Linked DNA regions of Mus musculus: region 2 is linked to region 1. The links are chromatin contacts, called in public HiChIP or PLAC-seq maps. All regions are on one chromosome and are shown on one strand. Each heading gives the region's core, a stretch centred on a gene start, on an enhancer-like site or on the middle of the called end of the contact. The rest is flanking DNA. Distances are from core to core; before and after follow the strand shown. Region 1 overlaps Egln3 (egl-9 family hypoxia-inducible factor 3). Region 2 has its middle 13 kb from the start of Gm40425.

Region 1 (2,810 bases), core at 246-2,745:
TCACAGTGGCTTGTACCTCCCGTTTCAGGGGGATCTGATACCTCCTGGCCTCCACCAGCACCAGTCCTTTCCTACCCATGGAGACATAATTAAGCAATAATATTAAATCCCCCCCCCAAAAGGAGAATTAAAAAACACTCTTGAAAAGCTGTTGCTAATATTTGTTTAGTAAGTAAGAGGTCCAATTTGTCAGTAGACCAAAATTTAAAGGCTGTTCAGCCAGATATCTTTACAGTTCTACTGCTCATGGTTTGGCTTTTCGTTGTATCTCCTTTTGACTGCATCTCCTTTTGTTAGACAGGCTACTCTAAAATGTGTGATGCTCCTGCTTCAGCCACCTCAGGAACTGAGTAACAGCTGTGAGATACTGTTTCAGGCTTAAACAATATCTGTATATCAATTGTTAATTGTTATAAATAAAATGATCAGTTTTAAAAAGTTTTTTGCTCAGTAAAAATTTGCATAACATGCAACTTTGCATTTGTAAAGATCAAGTTATACCAAGAAATATGATTCCAAAGTCCTGAGCAATGTGTAATGTGATATATATATACTCATTTTAATGAAAATGCATGGTATGGCTTCTTTCTTTTTGAGCGGCTAGGAGCCAGACCTATGCTGTGGCACATGTTAGGTGTGACTCTACTGCTTGCCTCCACCCCCTCCTCCACCCCCATCTGCAGTTTGATCTGTAGAGAAGTACTAAGTGTGAATGATCATTGTTGCTGAGTGAACAGTTGAAGCTGTGCATACTGGTTTTAAAACTGTCTCCTTACTCTAGCTGTGGCTGGTTGCTTTGGAACATCCAGTTGAGGCCTTGGAGTGTCCACCCTGGGCTTGATCTCTGAACACAGTAATTCTCCCACAGCCCCTCACAGATGCATGGTTTTCTTTTCTCCTGGTGGCCTTTTGTAAAGTAGATTTTATACTTGGATTCTGCTTTAGTTCTTCTATATGTGTGCACTTCTTCTTGCCTGAACGTGACCATGGAGGTGTCTTGAAGCACATATCTCTGGTGTTGAGCCAGCTCGGGAACACCTGGTTCATTCCTCTCATTTCCTGTTGCTACAGAGCTGTGGAGAGGCCTCTGGGGATGGGGGGTTTGTGCCGGGGCCAGTGCCGGGGCCAGTGCCGGGGCCGGTGACACGTCAGAGAATGTGCAGAATCAGAAGACACGCTGATTCATCTGCAAGCCCAGGCCTAGAACCAGGGGTACAGTGACCATGCTACCACAGGGACACTGATGTGCTATTAAACTGCTGTAGATTTCAAGTATTGGTCAAGTCAGGAAGTTTTTACCAATAAAAAACCCCTATAGTAAGATACCTTCCTCGTTCCCATAAAACAATGAAGTGTTGCAACATTTCCCTCGGACCTGCACTCTGGCTCCTTTTACAGACTTGATGAGGTTTAGATAACAGATCTGATAAGCCCATCAGTTTCCGGAGTCTGTTACTGCCCCGTGCACAAATTGGCATGGGTCTGATGACTCAACACTGAGGTTTGCCCATCAGTGCATCCTTAGCTTCACAGTTTGAGATCCTGGCAGTTGGGAATGTGTCTGAGCCAAAACCCATCTCCTATGGCACTCAGCCAGAAACCTCAGTGGTACAATTGGTCAGTAAGGTTGCGGCGGGACCTTTGAGCGGCCCGTGGTTTCCTCCCATTGTTTAAACGTGGTGCACATGGCTTCTGGAGTCAGAGAGAGGGTGACTTGCACTCTGGCCAGAAAAAAAGATTTTTTTTCCCCTTCCCTTCACAACGTGTATGCTCACAATTAGAGAGGTGTCTTAGTGGTAAGTCCACAAGGAACTGTGCCGGCACATTCTCTCTTTTATACCTGCAGCAGTTAGTGGAGGGTGTGTTTGTGGGAACAGTCTGTATTTCCTGCCTGTATTTTAATTCAAGCTGAGTTCTAAAGCCCATTTGTGCTTCTTAATGTGCTGCAAGACACTGCTCTCTCCACACACGGTACACTGAGCTCCGATCGAGTCTTCTCTCTCTTTGGACGTTGGAGGACTGTGTCAATTACTTGTCTCGTTGCTGTAACAAAACACCCGAAACACCGGACAAAAGCAACTGAAGGAAGGAAGGATTTATTTTGGCTCAAGTCCCAAGGCACAGTGCATTGTGGCAGGAAGTCGTGGTGCAAGCTCAAAGCAGCTGGTCAGGGTGATTCCACAGTCAGGAAGCAGAGGGAAAAGGATGCTGGTGGCCAGCTAGCTCGTTTTCTCCCTTTTTAGTTAGGACAGGTCTTTCCACCTCAATTAACCCAATCTACAAAATCTATCTCGGACAAGCCCAGAGATCTGTCTCCAAGGTGATCCTACATCCTGTCAAATCGGCAATCGATATAAACTGCACAGCCCGTCCTCCTCATCATGTGAAATAGCCTGGGACCACAGACAGTTGCAGACGAGGTAGATGGCAGGCATCCAGACCACTGACCTTTTCTGGGAGCAGAGCTGTTTGGGAATATAAAGCTAAAGCACTGACTGACAGCAGGGGAGACTGGGATGGTGGGGGAAATCATGGAGTAATGGTGCTAAGTGACTTTCATTGTTGGCCCTTACACTTCTGGCCACTGCTTCCAGGAATAGGTAATTCCCTATGTTGTAGGCAACTTCATTTGTCTCTTCCTCTCCAGCCACACCAGCAATCACCCTTTTTCAAGACACCATCTATTTGATAATGCCATAATTTGTCAAATCCTTATTACAGTCACTTCAAAATCCAACTTTCGGGGAGACAGACGTTCAGGCTAACAGAGCAACTTCAGCTCTACACGTGACAGCATAGTGGCTCTTTCT
Region 2 (3,006 bases), core at 323-2,822, 350 kb before region 1:
AAACCGACATGAGTCTGCAGCAGGGGCTGGGCTGTGTTAGGCAGAGCTGGTGAGGAAGCATTTTCTGTAGAAGACCGGCACAGGGAGGCGGAGGAGAGTGTCCATTTGGATGGACAGAAGCCAAAGCTCCTTTAAGGGCAGGTTGGGACGTCAGGATGGGCCAAGTGGTAGAAAGCTTGAATTCCGGTCTTTATCCAATAGCACTGGGAATGTAAAAACTATATTTGTATGTTGAACACAACTAGATAAAATTGCTGTTTTGGGGGACAGGATGTGCTTTTAAAGGATACTGCTGTCCACAAAGCAGACTATTGATATTACAAATTAGGCCAAACCTAGCTGAAGATCTTTTGGCTCATACTACCCTCCTCCTGTGCGTTATTTGGATCGACACATAAAGATAAAGTCTTTCGGATTTAGCAACTCCGGTTTCCTATAGGCGTGGCCGATACCCCCACCCCATGATGTATTAAAACAGGGTCTCACGTAACCCAGGCTGGCCTCCAATTCACTACATAGCCAAGACCAGCCTCAAACTCTGGAGCCTCCTGCCCCCACCTCCCAGGTAATGAGATTATGCGCATGCGCCATCACTCTTGGCTCCTGGCTGAAAAATTTAAAGCCATGATTGTAGGCAAGCCTTTGCTTGGCAACAGGCTTGATACATCTCTGTAAAAGCGGGAAGAATACTCTGAATGAACCCCAAGAGAGCGTGCACAATTCCAGACTCTGAATAAAACCTCTGTCTTCCACAAGGAGCTCCTTGGAGTCCCTAGAATTCCTCTTGGGGGAGTGAACAGTGTTCGCTGTGAACAGACTCGTAAGTGTGTTGACTTAAACGAAAAACCTCTAGGGAGGAAAAAGTCATCAATCTAACTTGTAAGAAACATGGACGCTGGAAGAAGTGTGAGGATTTCAATTTGGAACAAGAGATGAAACAGAACAGAATTACACAGAGCAATGAGAGAGCCAAGGATTGTCTCCAGGGTGGATGGAGCTGGCGCTGAGAGGAACTTGGTTACCCGTTCAGTGTGGAAATGGAGAAACATGAATTCCCAGAGTCAACCAATCCAGAAGGACCTTCAGGACCTCATTTACTGTCCTCCAAATGAGCGATGTAGCTCTTTCTTTTCAACATCTCCCATATTTTTTTTTTTTTTTTTAATGTGTGAATGTTCTTTATGAGTGACTCCTTGTTCAGGTTTGTGTGAATGGGAACAAAGCCTTCTGGGACAGACTCAGGAAAAAAAAAAACAACCCAAGGTTATATAGTTGACACTGGGAACGCAGCAATTGCTTTGCTGTGAATTTTGAGACTTTTCAGTTCCTATAGTTTTCTGTGGGATTTTTGAATTAAAAAAAAAAAAAGGAGGAGGGGTGGATAGAGAGATTGTCTCAGGACAGTGGATCATTTTTTGTTTCTTTATGGTCCCTAACAGGAAGTCTGAAAACTCCCTCACAAAGAACTAAAAAACCATTATGTTAATTCACCAGCCATCAATACTATGAGTAATTCCCCAAAGTCATAAAACAACACTGCATCATAGTAAGGACAGAGCTGCCTTTCATAGAGGGTAGTTGGGGAGTTTCAAAGTCCCTACAGGCCATGGCAGATGGAGGCAGGAGGCAGGAGGCAGGAGGCAGGAGGCAGGAGGCAGGAGGCAGGAGGCAGGAGGCAGGAGGCAGGAGGCAGGAGGCAGGAGGCAGGAGGCAGGAGGCAGGAGGCAGGAGGCAGGAGGCAGAGGCGACCAGGACTGGCTCCTCCTCTCCTGATGCTTTCCTGATGCTCCCCCTCCCCCCAAGCAGCATCTGGGCTTTCTTAAGGACCATTTAAATGTCTCCAAGCCTGCTGACCAGTTTTCAGTTCCTTAGGCACGCATGGTGGAAAGAAAGAACCAATTCCCAAAAGTTATCTTTTGGCTTCCACATCTATACCACAGCATGATTTACCTCTGTGACTGGGCTGCTGTGCAGATTATCGGGGCGCGGGGGGGGGGGGGGGGGGGGAGGGGTCAGAAGGGACATTCAGCTGTCATGTAGATACTAAAAGAGCCTTCTGTCCTCCAGTATTGAAAATAGCCATGTAAAAGACTTGATCGTGGGGGCCAGAGATGGCTCAGTGGCTAAGAGCACCAGCAGCTCTCCTAGGGGACCCGGATCTGATTCCAAGCGCTCACATGGCAGCTTATAACTGTCTGGAACTCCAGTTCCAAGGACTCTGATGACTTCAGTCTCCTGTGCAGAAAGCCAGCCTTGTTTATGGTTCAGTGACACACATAAAGCAAAGCACCCTTACCTAAAAAAATCATCAGTGCGAGGGGTTCTCAGAAGTTAGAATTAAAATAATAAATACTTCAGAGTAAAGAATGTGAGTACTCTATGGTGTCATTTATGCTTTTATGTTAAATCATTGCTGGAAATATTAATTGTATCAGGTTATAAGCATTAGGTATTCGTTACTGATGGTAATTTAATATTTTCTTCTCAGGATCATCTAGACTTAGACTACACTTAGTATCTTCAACAAGACACGGTGAGATAACAGATTCAACAAACAAAATAAAAACAAGCATTGCTGAAAAATGTAACACTCATTTATTCTTAGGATTCTTTTTTCTCCCAGTAATTACCATATTAAATTAAATTAAGCAAAAACTATAGTGCTTTCTGTCTCCAGGGGTGAACTCTGAAGCGAACGTCTTTTCTCACTGAGGCATCTGCAGCTGGCTGTCTGAAATCACTTGTCTCCTGGTTTCTCAACTCATTCTGTCTCTTTCAGATTATTTTTTATCGCTTACCGCTCGCTTCCTCATGAACGTAGAAGCTATGGAATGGAGATAAGACAGAACTTAGTTAATTTTGCCTTTTATTACTGACTGGTTAAGGGGGAAATTGAAAGGGAAAAGAAAGTTAAAACAGCCAGAAGAGGATGTAAAACTATCTCTGGTCTCTTTATCTTTCATCTAGTCCTCAGATGACGCAGTGATCAGCAATCAGATCCCTGCC

The links. HiChIP or PLAC-seq counts read pairs in DNA pulled down with a chosen protein or histone mark.
Region 2: a contact with region 1 is called in a FOXA1 HiChIP or PLAC-seq map of pancreatic cancer cells. The contact joins two enhancer-like sites. A contact is called at or near these places in 6 of 484 Hi-C or Micro-C datasets (Th1 cells, bone marrow-derived macrophages, brown adipocytes and 2 more), 5 of 115 datasets of contacts at active chromatin or transcription factors (the HL-1 cell line, T-cell acute lymphoblastic leukemia, bone marrow-derived dendritic cells and 2 more) and 1 of 9 other capture datasets (embryonic stem cells).

The regions. Positions count from the first base shown.
Region 1 is chr12:54,186,711-54,189,520 of GRCm38.p6, reverse strand. All of the region lies in intron 1 of Egln3 (egl-9 family hypoxia-inducible factor 3), which reads left to right. Among named protein-coding and RNA genes, the nearest start is that of Gm40424, 11 kb to the right of the region's middle. Within about 2 kb of position 1,495, at least 76 of the 459 cell types and tissues checked have an H3K27ac peak or open chromatin away from gene starts, as enhancers often do. A contact at or near this core is called in pancreatic cancer cells, where this site is marked.
Region 2 is chr12:54,534,902-54,537,907 of GRCm38.p6, reverse strand. No RefSeq gene overlaps it. Among named protein-coding and RNA genes, the nearest start is that of Gm40425, 13 kb to the left of the region's middle. Within about 2 kb of position 1,572, at least 16 of the 459 cell types and tissues checked have an H3K27ac peak or open chromatin away from gene starts, as enhancers often do. A contact at or near this core is called in pancreatic cancer cells, where this site is marked.